2 separate regions of the Lactuca sativa genome follow, and region 1 is linked to region 2. Evidence: chromatin contacts called from public Hi-C data. All regions are on one chromosome and are shown on one strand. The core of a region is the stretch at or near the end of the contact, and the rest is flanking DNA. Distances in the headings are between cores, read along the strand shown.

Region 1 (6,801 bases), core at 1,804-4,303, 130 kb after region 2:
GAAAAAGTATTATTTTTTTTTTTAAAAAGTGTCGAATTTAATTCGTACAAACCTATTTTTTAATCGGGTTTTATGTTTTGCTAGCTGAAGTATTCCGGCCAAACTGAATGATCATTGGCTTGCTTTTAAACACAAATCCATTTACTAAATTCTGCAAAAAAAAATAATAATAATAATTACTTCAAGTATTCATATTAAAAAATAACAAAACTAATTCCAACTAAAAAGAAATTGAAAAGCGTACAAGAGCACGATGAGCAATGTCAATTGATGGGAATGTTACAAATGCTTGACCCCTCATTCTTCCCTCCTGAAACCCAAAAACAAGTTTGACTTTATTTGACTTGAAATATGAGATTTCCAATTATAAGAAATTTGAATGAATTTATGAAATACTAATTTTGAACTGTTATTTGTTACCTGCATTAACTTCACAGAAAGATTTGTTTTAGCTGTTTCAATGCTTCCAAAGAATGAACCTACAGAATAAGGTAATGGAATGGAATCAATCATTACATTCCATTGTTATGTTCAATTCCATTCCCTCTTTGATCACTGCTTACCAAAGACAAAATAGAAGTCATCTACAACCACATCTTTTGACAAGTTTTTTATGTACAACACAGGAGCAGGATTTCCAGCATTATAATTCTGCAAAAAAGTAAAACCTACAATAAATATAAATCTTATTTACTCTACAAAAAGTAAAATTACAGTTTACCTTAAACATTGGAAGTGATAAAATTTCTTCAGGGGGTAATTTTCCATGCTCTAAATCTTCAACACTAGCAAAAGAATTACTACTTAAATTCTCATTCTCCACCTCCTCTACATCTTCTGTTATTCCATCATCTATTTGTTCAGTTTGAGTTTGTTTAGGAGTAATTTTAATCTGTAACAAAAAAGAAACATAACAAGTAAAAAAAAAAGATATTAAACAAAGTGTTAATAGTAAATAGTAAATAAAAACCTGCAACACAGGATTCTTCTTTTTTATCAATGGAATCTCTTTAGGAACTAAAGTTGCAGCTCTCAATCCAACAGCTTCATGTGCTACATCCTTGTCAACAGCGGGACCCACAATGGATTCCCGTTTTATACGCTTTCTCCTACCTCCAACATTTTCCTAAAAATGTATAAATAAAGTATTTGTGAAATTATAATTATAATTATATTGACATGAAAATGGAATTAGACAATTAGTTACCTCATCTGAAGACTCCAATTCTGATTCACCACTTGAGAGATGTGCAACTACAGGAGGGGGTGGGGGTGGGGATGGGTGGGTAGGGGGTAGGGGTGGGGTGGGTAGTGCTGCACGAAATGGGGCTGGAATATTCATTTTGTTCATCAAATGCAACACCTATAAAGAAACAAGTGATATAAATAATTATTGTATTATAACATAAAATGACAAATTTAGGCATGAAAAATATCACCTGTGTGTAGAAGCGAGGAACAGCAATGAGAGCATTTAAAATGTTGGTCAGGATATTCCCATCTGGTGGAGGGTATGCATATCTGAAGTTAAGTAATTAATTTAGTTTAATAATTAAAAAAAAGAAAAGAACTTTACAAATGTTAGTTAATATACAAAGATTAAAAATTAAAACAAGGAAAACTTACTCAAGGTGAGGAGGAAAAGGGTACTCCACACCAAGTTTTTCAGCAATAGGTTCAAATGCTGACGTGGACTTGGTCACTGATTCTTGCTTCAAATCTTTGGCCACATCAGCTTCATCCTTTGCTGACATGGCGTTGTTCCCTAACTTTGGTTTGTTTTGCTGAGTTTTAGTATCATGTGGTGATGTTGTAGCTCTCTCAACTGACAAGACTTTACCAAGAAAACGTAACCTGATTGGATATTAAGCAGCTATATAACTTAAAATTTTATAAAGATATAAAAATTTATAAGCTTTGAATTAGTTAATTAATTACCCATTTAATTGGCGTTGTGCTTGAGTGGCTAAACCTTCATTATTGAAATCAACAAATGCACAGTTCCTCATCCTGCATTAATAAGACTCATGTCAATTAACTGAAATCAAGAAAACATTAAGTTAAGATTATTTTATCTTTCAAGTTTCAACAGTTGACAATGAAGCTATGAAAAATGTGAATCACAGTACCTTCCAGTAGTGCATGGACGAACAGAAGAAGCACCATAATGGGAAAAAAGACGGGTGAGGGTATCATGGGGAATAGCTTCAGGAAGATGACGTATCAAGAGTGTAGTAGATGTTTCTTTTTCTGGTGGTTTTGTTGAAACTTCGCCCATGTTTTGAAATGCATAATTGTATATCCCTTGAGGATTATTAGGTAGTGGTTGAAAAGGTGGAACATTTGCCATTAGAGCGTCTGCAGTGATGAGTCCAATTATAAGTTGTTGTTTTTAAAGCTTTGGTTGAATTGAATCGCATATACAGAAAGAGAGAAGAACATGAATCGGATGTCTAATGCGCGAGCATCAAAATCAAAACCCTACTCAATTGATTCTCATGGACAATACGTCGAACACCTTGTGTGCCCCTGTTCTATCAACCCACAAAAAATATATCACAAGCAAGGAAAAAACCCTAACTTGAAACGCAAATTATACATCATGCAGAACACATCCCCATTCCCAATACCACCACCATCCCACCAAACTAGTTACAATTTCTGAGAAAGAAAATTAGCGGGAATTTGAATTTGGGGCGTACCTGTAAAACACAGTCGAAGCTTATTTTCTTAACAAATTTCCACCCAGATGGCCAAATAGCAAATTGAGTGTCTGTTGATCAAAATATACAGCTAACGGTAGAAATGTAGAATCAAGAAGACAGAAAGGGAACACGAGACTGACGAGAGCAGTCGAGCTCGAGCACAATGCTAGACTACGGGCCTTAGGCCTAAGACTCAGCAGATTTCAATATTTCATAATCAAGATCAGCCCAAATTGGTTTCTTCTAGAGTGGGCTTATTGGAACCCCAATCGGAATACGAAAGTCTGAACTTGGCAATCAATCATTTTCCTCTTCCCCACAAAAATGTACATCGAACTTGAAAGCCATGATTTTTCTAAAAGTCAGCATGCATTTAGGGGTATTTGGTATTCGGGTTAATGATTGAAAATAATTACTGTATTTTATATGCAACAGTTATGTACTTATATACTTGTATAATAGAAATGGATATACAATATATAACGTTTCGATTGTTTGGTAAATTTTGGTAGAGAATTAATAGATAAAATTATAACTTAAAATATTCTTGTATATTGTTGAGTTATTTAGATTTAAGTTATGATTATTAAGTTTTTATTAATTATAACAATATTTTCTTGGGATGTTAACCGAACTAGTCCTTATAAACCAATCATTAACAAAATTATTTTTTTTTTCAGTTTTTGGAAAATGGTCCCATTTTCTAGAGCGTCACATTTCGAAGTAGTTACGGTAGTTCCAGAATTGATGAGTGGTTGGTGAGATTTGAGTCTTTGACTTAAAATTTGAAATTAGAAAGCATACATTCCAAATTGACATTGTGCATTTCGGACTATCTTTGTACATTTCGGACAAATTCTGGAATCTTTTGACAACACATCCTTTGTTTTCTATATTTCTTTCACTTACAACTAAGAATTTGGAATTGCTTTTTCTAACATTTGAAAATGAGTTCCTCAAATGCATGGAAAAAGCTTTGTGAGTACCTGTTTGCTTTTATAATCTTAAAAGAACTAACCGGAAAACTTTTACCAACATCAAGAAAGATGTTACGGACCATTTTTAGTTATGTTTTATGGCTCTAGGATGTGTTGTAAAATACTTTTCTAGTTTTCTAAGATATAAATTGTTTAATTGCAGTTATAAATTTTGTTACAATTGATGTTGCAAAAAATATAGATTTATACATTTTTGAGTTGACTTTACCGATGATTTACATAGATGCTCAATGTTCATATCGGGTTTCGTGGACAAAAACCATTAGACCATGCCTATAGTGTTTTGGTTTGGGCATGTCACATAGTTTCGAATGTATTAGGGATGTTAGGGGTGTAGCGGCCATAACTAATGTTTGAGTAGCATCATTCATGACAACCATAACAAATTATATATGATTGTTTAAAATCATATTATACTTTCTTTATATGTGATACCCACGAGTGCTTCGGACTTGCATACAGTGCAAACAAGCATTGTCTATGTTAACTTCAAACAACTACATGTAGCTTTCCATTAAGTCAAACGTAATATTCAACAACTTTAGGTCATTCATGTAGTGTTATACTCGTCTACCTTGATTTTTGATTCCGAAAAACTCTTGTATATCTTTGGACATTGTAATCATTAGAATTTGCATATTATAAAGCACTACTTTCTACCTTCCTTGGCTTCTGAAATCGGTAATGGGATTTTCAATACCAACGATCGATCTTGTACACGGTAAAATTCACGAATCATTTCTAACGTAGTCCTATCAGCAAGACCCTATTGTTTAACATCAACGTGTATAACTTAATATTGATGGAGGTGACGTGACAGTGAATGTTGAATATTGCATATTGTGATAAAAAAAAAAAGATAGAATTTTTTAACACAATGATATGGTTCCAAAAATAATTAAACTTATAAAGCGGTAACTAGTCCATGGAGTTATCAACGTCCAAAAACATGTCACACTAATATAAAATAATAGTTTTCTCCAATATTTGTCGGCTTTCGTTTTATGGAATTTCTTTTTGCTTTCAGTTTAATCTTTTAATGTTTTCTTTGATTTTCTTCTTACTTTCATGTTTGGCAGCGGTGAGTGTAGCTTTTTTATTGTCAAATCCCATATTTCTCTCTCTCTCTCTCTCTCTCTCTCTCTCTCTCTCTATATATATATATATATATATATATATATATATATATATATATATATATAGAGAGAGAGAGAGAGAGTTAGGCTCAAATGTTTTCACTATCTGTTATGTGCATGTATGATTGATTCTGGACCAATCATTTTAGTTATTTTAAGAAAGTAATTAATACATATTAAATGCGGAAGATGTAATTAATACTCATTATATCTTCAACATGTAATATGCATTAATTATTTTCTTAAAATAACTAAAATGATTGGTCCAGAATCAATCATACATGCACACAATAGATAGTGAAAACAAAATAACCTAACTATATATATATATATATATATATATATATATATATATATATATATATATATATATATTAAAATTCTCCTACCTTAGCTACAGTAACTTTGTTAAAGATTTGATAAAAATGGTCTTTCCTTTATATATATAGTTGTGTCTCATTTTAACTTCGCTAAGGATTTGGCAAAAAAGATCCTTTTTTTATATATACATGCTTTTTGTCAATTTTGCCCCTATTCTTTAGTCATTTTGACACATTTTGTCCTTCCAATCAAAATTTTTACATTTTTTAGAAACCTTTTAACATTCAAAGTTTGGCCACAAAATTTTAAGGAATTGACAACTTCGGCCCCTTTTCTAAAAACTTTCTAATTTCAACCCTTTAATTTTTTAGTCATTTTGACATTTTTGGTCCTTACAGTCTAAATTTTTATATTTTTTTTTCATAAAAAACACACAAAACGGTCCGGGGCAAAGTCCGGGTTTGTCCTCATATTTAACTTTTATTGTTTTTTCCTGTCCGTTGCACTTTCTGCCGGCTCTCATTTTCTTTTTTTGGTATATTTTTAATATATTGGTCCGCATATTTATTTTATTGTTTTTTTATGCCTCTACATATCCGTCTCCGTCTGTGAAAATTAGGGGTCGAATTATCACACCTGCGACTTTTAACAAAAATAACACTCAAATCAGACGCACACGGCCCATGCGGAGCATGGGCAACATATTGTGACATCCCCCTTTTCACGGCCAGAAAAGACCGATTTTTGTTTATACTTTATAAAAATCAGAGTATCTCTTTCAATAAAAACGTTGCGGAATTTGTTCCCAGAAAAACATGATAATTTCATTATCAAAGCATTTCCGAAAAAATGTATTTTTATTCCTTTAAAAACATTTGGGATGTCATCGTCAATACAGAAACATAAGCATAAACAGAACTTACATTCATTTTACACTAGTGACCTATATCTCCTTAATCTCTCAGTGTAATGTAACTTCACATCGTCACCTGTGATACAAGTAAACTGAGTGGGTCAGGTTGGTAACCTGGTGAGTACATAGGGTTTTCAACCCACAATAATACAATTATTATGTTTAATCATCAAACAATTAACCCAATTATTCATCCCCGTTATCTTCTTTATTCCTAAGTACCTTCCCTAAGGATTTATCCTAAGGGACGTCTCCTACATCATATTTACCTCTCGTCTCCTTACATCGCATTTCCTTATATGTTTGTTCCTAAGGACTCTCCCTAAGGATCATTACCTACATCGCGTAGACAATATTGATTCAGGGATTACTTCCTCAATACATGCCCAACAAGGGTTAGGGTATCATCGCATGAATACGTAGTTACAACATCGCCTGAACTCGTAATTCATAGTAAGGGGTTAGAGTATCATCGCATGAATACGTAGTTACAACATCGCCTGAACTCGTAATTCATCACCTACAGGTTATGAGCCTGCTGGTGTTTCCATGGGGTTGTCTATAATAGTCCGTGGTCACCATCTATACTCTGGTAGATGACTACATCTCCAAATTATCGACGGACAAGGTTATAGTATCTTTCATCCTACATCATCGATTCATTATCACCTATCTATCCTCACCTAATTATCATCACCTTTCTATCATCACCTATCTCTCATCACTAC
Region 2 (7,207 bases), core at 141-2,640:
GTGGCGTACCCATGATTTTGTATTAGGGTATGACAAATAATATATAAAATATGAACGAGTGACAAAATTCTTCAAGCGATAACAAAATATAACTATATATACATTCTTAACTAAATTGTTTATTTTAAGTTGCACATTATGCCGTCTTACATCATTAAAATAATCTAAAATGGATAGACATAGAAATAATGTATTCTCTTCTACTAATTTCAAGTTTTGAATGGAATATACCATATCATAATCCTAATTTTTTTATATAACAAATATATATATATATATATATATATATATATATATATATATATATATATATAAAACCTTAATTTTGTGTGGGTGGGCCAAGGCCCACTCTTGCCCTATATTTGCTACGCGCCTACGCCCTGCTACTATATGCTTCTTGAATTTCTCTTCTATATATGTCACAGGCTTCGATTTCCTTTCACTATCCTCTAAAAATTTTAGCCGCTTGCTTTGCCTTGTTCCTTCCCACCGGTTGCTGAGGGGAGACCTCTGCAAGTTCATCTAAAATTTCATTTGTCTCAATGTTAAGGTTGAAGTAAGTTCGTGTATCGGAAATGTCAACACGACTCGAATTTTGTGGCCTCTTCGATTGTGTTTCCGATGACGTTGGAATGTGAACCTATTTGGATATTTTTTTTGAAATCTCCCATGGTTTCTCAAAAATGAAAACATGGCCCATCTCCAATTGATACTGCACTTTTTTTTAGAAACAACTAACTTGAATTAAAAACAAAACTCTAGCAAGAAACTAGTCTTACTAGAGAAAAAAGAAAAACTTATAGATAGTTTAGAATTGATATTGCACTTTTACAGCTCTAAAAACAATTCCTACCGAGGGTTGTGTGGGTGGTGATTGCTGGTTGAAGGGTTGTTTGTGTTTGGAAATTTAGTATGGACATGATGAAAAGAAAAGATTTTGTTGGAAATTGGGTTGTTGCAATAAATATATGGTTAATTTTCCTAAATACTATCGTATAGTACATAGAAAAGTTAGACACAAGAATCAACAAACACCATTTCGTTATCTCTATTTGCACCATATATTTGCTATGAAAATTCAAGTTTTGCACCGATGTATGGTTTAGGTCTAGTAACATTAGGAGGTTTCGACTAACTATTTTGATTGTTGTATCGTGGCTTCGATTTGGTCCATATCGTTCGATTATGTTTTTCTTGTTTCCGTTTACATCATTCAAGTTTGGTTTACATCATTCAGGTTTGGTTTACAATAAACGTTAATATCTTATTTAATGAATAATTTTTTCATTTATGATAATGACCAAATCTGCAAATAGACAAAATCCCCAACTTTAAAATTATATAGACAAAGGAAAGCTACAACATAATAAAAAATTCCTCTTATAAAATGTAACATTCCACGACATCATATTCAGGTTTTTAAGTCCACCCGCCCTTGACGCATGTTAGTTGCGATAGTCGTCGAATTACAAATTTTGTTTCTAAAGTGTAATGAGATTTTGATAAACCCCAGCTCTGCTCGATTGAACCCTAGAACATCCTCATTTCTTCCGAATACTAACTGGAAACCTAACGACGATGATGATCGATTTCTTCTCTTATGGAAACGAGGTCCTACAGGTTTTTTTCTCATCACCTTCGTCAATATCGCTTCTTATGTACATCTTTCGTTTATTTATTTCATCTTGAGAGTTCACGATGTGAAATTGCCCTTCTTATCTTGCAATTCGACACAAATGTCTGTTGATCGAATCATAAATTATGCAATTTCGTTTTGTATTTAATCTTGCAGTATATGCATCGAGTCTTTATGAGAATTCGATAGCGTTAATGTGTACACACCCATTCTTTTATTGAATTTAATCCCATGGATCGATTATAGATTCTAGATATGATCGATATAACTCCTAGTTTACATCAGTTAACCTTGCGTTTCAGAATCCATGTTGTAAGAAGATGAACAGCTTGTAATATATACTATTTTGCATCAGAAGGCGATAGAGTTGGCAACAAACGCGTATAGGAAACAGTCTGAAGATGATGAACAAATGACAAGAAAGAAACAGAAAGTTGACTGCTTTGATTTTCTTTCAGACGATATCCTTATAGAAATCCTCAAAAGACTTCCTGATGATTTCCTTCGTTATAAAGCTAAGCACATTTGCAGACGATTTTTCAATGTAATCACCAATGGGCTCTTACTAGACCACACTTCCTTTATCTTCCAAGAATTCGGTAAACCCACAGTGCGACATGTAGACATAAGAGAAGAACAACAAGAGCTAGAACTAAAAGAGAAAAACCTGGATTTACCTAAGAAAGGATGGGTAATGTCATGGTGTAACGAGTTTCTTCTGATAACAAATCAAGAAAGAAAAGAATACGTTTTTAACCTAATCACAAAGGAAGGATCATATCTTCCTTCATGCACATATTGTAGAGGACGCTACACCTACGAATGTGGAGTTTCCCTTTCCTTTGATGGATTTAAAGGAGTATACAAAGTGCTTCACATGTTTATAGGTCCACCAATGCAATGCCATATTCTTATCTTGAAAAGAAACATTCTCTCTCGTTTCTCCTCAAAGTGGAAAAAGATTGAAATTCCTTCTTGCATGGATGAAGGGTGGGGTTCTTGGGGTTACCCAGTTTCAGTTCAAGCGAGATACATTCACTGGGATGTTCATGGTGATGGAGGGTACCTGGTTTCCATGGATATGGTGAAAGAGAAGATGATCCGAATGAGTCTTCCTATACCTGAATTTAGTTTCAGATACACTGTTTTTGAAATGGGTGGTTTTCTCACTCTTATTCATCAAGTTTCCTTTGAACAAACTGACATGTGGATTTTAAAAGATTTTGAGAAGATGAAGTGGGAGAAGTTGGAGTTAACTGTTCCGAATTGCTTTTTTGGAGAATACGATGATTTTCTTATAACGCCTATGTCTAGCTTGATAAGTAAGAGATATATGATGTGCATAAAAACTGCTATTCGGAATTGTGGTGTGTGTAGTTATGATCTGAAACATGGAGTTGTGAAAAAACTAGACATTGACTTCGGACAAAATGATCGTTGTGTGGTTTATTCATCATCACCAAGTTTTATATAGTCAGGTATTGGTTAATTTTGGTGTGATAATTTGATGCGTTTTGTTATGGCGTTATCTTTTTGTCTAATATCACATTATGTTTTTTTGTATATTTTTATGTGCAGAAAGTTAGATAAAGTGAACATTAATTGTTTTTGCAAAGTGAGAGGGTTGAATCGCTGAAGCACAAACCAAGTTTTTTCTATCGAATCTGAGGGATTTCTAATTGCAAAATTTTGCTCTATCTTGTTATCTTGTATATAAAATTTGATAATTTGAATGTAAAGTTCAGAAATTTGAACACCCGTTTATGGTTTTTGCCATGGGTGTTGTAGCACATTGGTCTTGACTCCCTTCTTTCTAGTCTCAAACCAAAGCATAAAAACTAATCAAAGTTTGAAATTCAAATATTAGTAGTGAACTTCAAATTCAAAGCAATTTTAACTTATGGAAAATATGAAAATCCGACAAAAATGCAGAGCAATTATAATCAAAGGAAAAAATGGAAATCCGACAAAAGTTCATAGCATAGAAACACGAGAATACTAACGAAATTCAAAAGTTGCTATTGGGTTAAAGATGCTTCAAGAATTTAACTTGGGTTGCTATTGTTGATGTTGATTGTTTTGATTGGCCGAGTTATCATTCATTCTTGATTTTAGGAGGCAATGAAAATGGTAAAGTAAACAGTGTAACATTGAATTTTAGTGACATAATCACTGTTATATAATTTTTCATATTGACATAGATTGAGGGAACGTGGGGAAGAATAAAACGAAATATAAGGATTGGAGGTTGAAGAAGAGCATGAGGAGTTGAGGACAAATTTAGCGTATATTTTTTATCCTTGTGTATATTTCAAATTTTCCATTTTGGTCTATAATTTAGCGTAAGGACCAATGAGGTCAAAATTGGTGAAAAAAAAGGAATTTAAAATTGTAAAATGAGTAACTAAAGTTCATTAAAATAGATGAAATATGTTTCTTTTTTTGGTATTAAATATTGAACTAATAAAATCTATTGATATAAATATCTACGTGGATAAAAGGTTTTTGATATAAATGTTGTTTCTTTGTTAAACCGAATAAATTGACTGAATCATTTGATTATTTTATGAGTTAATGACTATAAAATGAATATAAAGGTTTAAGAGGTAGTATATGGTTTTACATTTTTTTTATCATGAGTTGATAATTCTTTTGGGTAATTTTCTAAGAATAGAGTTTTTCGAATTTGTTCTAATATTGAGGAATTAAGGTTGTAATGGATGGAATTGATTAAAATTGCGAGTAATTATAAATACCAACGTTCTTTTTTTTAACAAAAAATAGCAAAAAGAAAAAAAAATCTCATTATTGGTAACCAAATATGTAATATTTTTCCTACCAAAGGGACCATTATTGTAATATATTTCTACCAAAGGATCCAACTATGTAATATTTTTTCTAGCAACAAGAACCAATTTTATAATATTTTTTCTAGCAAGGACCAATTTTATAATCTTTTTCTGCCACATGACGAGTTATTTTTTTTTTCTTCCACTTTGGTAAAATACTTATATGTTTATTAATTTTATAACAACATTCCAGCTGTTGAATGAAAATAGGCATAGTAAAAAGCTAAAAACAATTTGAAAGGATAAAAATTCTTGACTTTCGATAAAATATATGAATATCATCCATAAAATATTTTATATTTTATGCTTATTAATTTTATAACAACAAAATTATGGCTTTTGAAAACTAATGAAACATAAATTAAACATTCCGTTCAAGGAAGTCAATTGGTAGGAGTTTTTAAACAAGTTAGCAAAATTTGACAAATGCAAGTGATCACCAGCCTAGCTGGTTGTGATGCATCCTGGGTTATAGGCCTCAGTGGGTGAGGTCAAGAGTTCTACTCTTGGCTGAACACATTTGGGGGATTTTCCCTGGATTGGCGTGGGTTCGATTCTTCGTTCCCTTTGGTGGTGAGTGGTGCCCCTCTTGGTGGCCCGCCAGACATTCCTGATCCATCGGGTCGGGTTACCCTTTATTTGCCGGTTCAAAAAAAAAAACAAAATTTGACAAATTGTTTTTTTTATACATGTATGACGCTAAAAAAGTAGGATGTTAAAAAAAATGGTAGAAAGGTATGATGCTGAAAATCGATTAAAACATTGATTATCATCTTAAGTAGGATGTTATAACTAACATTTCTAAGAAAGTAGAATGTTAATTTTGTACACTAGGATGTTTTAACTAACAATTCAAGAGTAAGATGATATAATCGACATTTTTAAAAATCAATTTGTTTCTACTCCAACAACATACTCCAAGAGCAAAAGATTAAAAGACCAACATAATTACAAAATTAGGAAAAATGACATTATCGAAAAATTTTATTGTTAGTTTCACTGTCACAACTAGCAAATTTGGCTAGGAAATTCTATAATTATGTAAACATTATCAATGACAACAATTGTAACCATGACTTGAAAACATGACTTATGAATATTCAATGACAACAACTTCCGTTAAAAATCCAAATGAAAGAGCAAAGCTCAATACAAACACTTCAAATGGTCAATGATAGATTTGAAACCCTAAAAATTCTGGTTTAAGTCCATTATGGACTAGGATTTTCTTATTGGGCCTAATGGACCAATAAGCCTCCAATTTGACTATTTTGGGCTTAGAACTCTTAAATGAGCTCTAATTGGACCTACTTTCATGAAACTTAAACATTTTAGGCCATAATGGGCCTAAAATGGATTAGATTACCTTCAATGGGCCTTGTTGGGCCATATGTCACACCCCCGAACCAGACGGCGGAAACGTCCGAGGGCTCTTGTGACTTAAATTGAATACCATCACAATTAATATACATGAATCATAACATAAATCTTCACCATGCATTAAAATAATACAACTGATATTGTTTACATCCACTACATTGTTTTGAACATTTCGAATTCATAACATAGATTATCTGATAGATATCATAAGCAAAACACCCTGAAATTACTTGGTACTTATTCTTCGGTTTACCTGTTACCTGAGAATACAAGTTAATTTTGAAAAACGTCAACATATGAAATGTTGGTGAGTTCATAAGCAATGTTTTGATAAAATGATTTGGTGTAGTTTGTAAAACCCAGAAAATCCGATATTTTCTGAAAAGATCATTGTTTATAAAAAGTGTGAAGATCCGTGAATATATGCTTGTTGATTTTCAAAACATGTATAAATGTTGAACTTTAGTATTAATCGCACAAGTGAAAAATGTTGAACTTCCTAGAAAAACCGATGTTTTCCCAATACATAAAATACAGTGATTTCTCAATTGTTATACCATTACGACGAATGATTTTGATTACTCGGGTGGCGTTGGATTAATTTGGGTTTGTGAGTTGTTATAACCACGCATTAGAAAATGACTAGTTTATAACTACAAATTTCGAACGATCCTTAAAGGCGTCGCCCGTTACTACTCACTTAATCCACAACCATGATTACTTTTGAATAACGTCCTGAATCTGTTTATCTTGATTTCTCGTAAGCCTATCAAACGAGGAAAAGGGGAGTACAAAGTCCCGTTATTTCCATGAGTTATTTTAGGCTATCGGGAATGCGAAAAGGCACGTTGGCCCAACTTGCATTTGATTTCTTGACCTCACTAGCAATGCTAATGGGCCACTAGGGCCCAATAGCACATTAGAGCCATTGAAGTCCTTTTATATGAAATCGGGTCATAGGAGGCCCAATAGCACATAAGCATATTCCTTTTAGGCCCAAAGATCATGTTAATGGGCTAGCAAGGCCCAACAAGCATGATTTGAAACTTCCAGGCCCAAAGTTTGTAAGTTTGCTCTTCATAGTTATCGCGTATTTATTTAGATGGCTTGGTTCAACGCTTGTTGTTTTGTATTGATTCGAGACCGAATCGCTTCGTTTGTAACGATATTTGTTGTTGAAAGTGTATTTGTTTTCCGTTTCGTCGGTAGTTGTGGATCTTGTATTTTGTATTAATTAATTTGTTTAAAAAAGGGATTTGACCTTTTCACTACCCTTCTTTTATAAAAATAACACTTTTGGTCCTTTTATATAAAAGAATTTCATTTTTAGTCCTTAAAACAT

What was found. A called contact is a pair of places that touch in the nucleus more often than the background predicts.
Region 1: a contact with region 2 is called in a Hi-C map of seed, with 4 times the contacts expected there. The contact joins the promoter of LOC111905357 here to the promoter of LOC111905354 in region 2. A contact is called at or near these places in 2 of 4 Hi-C or Micro-C datasets (leaf and seed).

What each region holds. Positions count from the first base shown.
Region 1 is chr6:54,279,911-54,286,711 of Lsat_Salinas_v11, forward strand. LOC111905357 (U11/U12 small nuclear ribonucleoprotein 65 kDa protein) reads right to left here and starts at 3,054. Exons shown (of 13, transcript XM_023901051.3): 1 at 2,703-3,054; 2 at 2,130-2,534; 3 at 1,939-2,010; 4 at 1,627-1,854; 5 at 1,440-1,521; 6 at 1,208-1,363; 7 at 971-1,126; 8 at 722-892; 9 at 564-651; 10 at 421-479; 11 at 245-310; 12 at 53-151. The coding sequence starts at 2,350. The coding sequence ends at 71.
Region 2 is chr6:54,146,660-54,153,866 of Lsat_Salinas_v11, forward strand. It overlaps LOC111905354, which reads left to right and starts at 1,391. Exons shown (of 3, transcript XM_042895741.2): 1 at 1,391-1,620; 2 at 1,939-3,114; 3 at 3,215-3,485. The coding sequence starts at 2,049. The coding sequence ends at 3,110.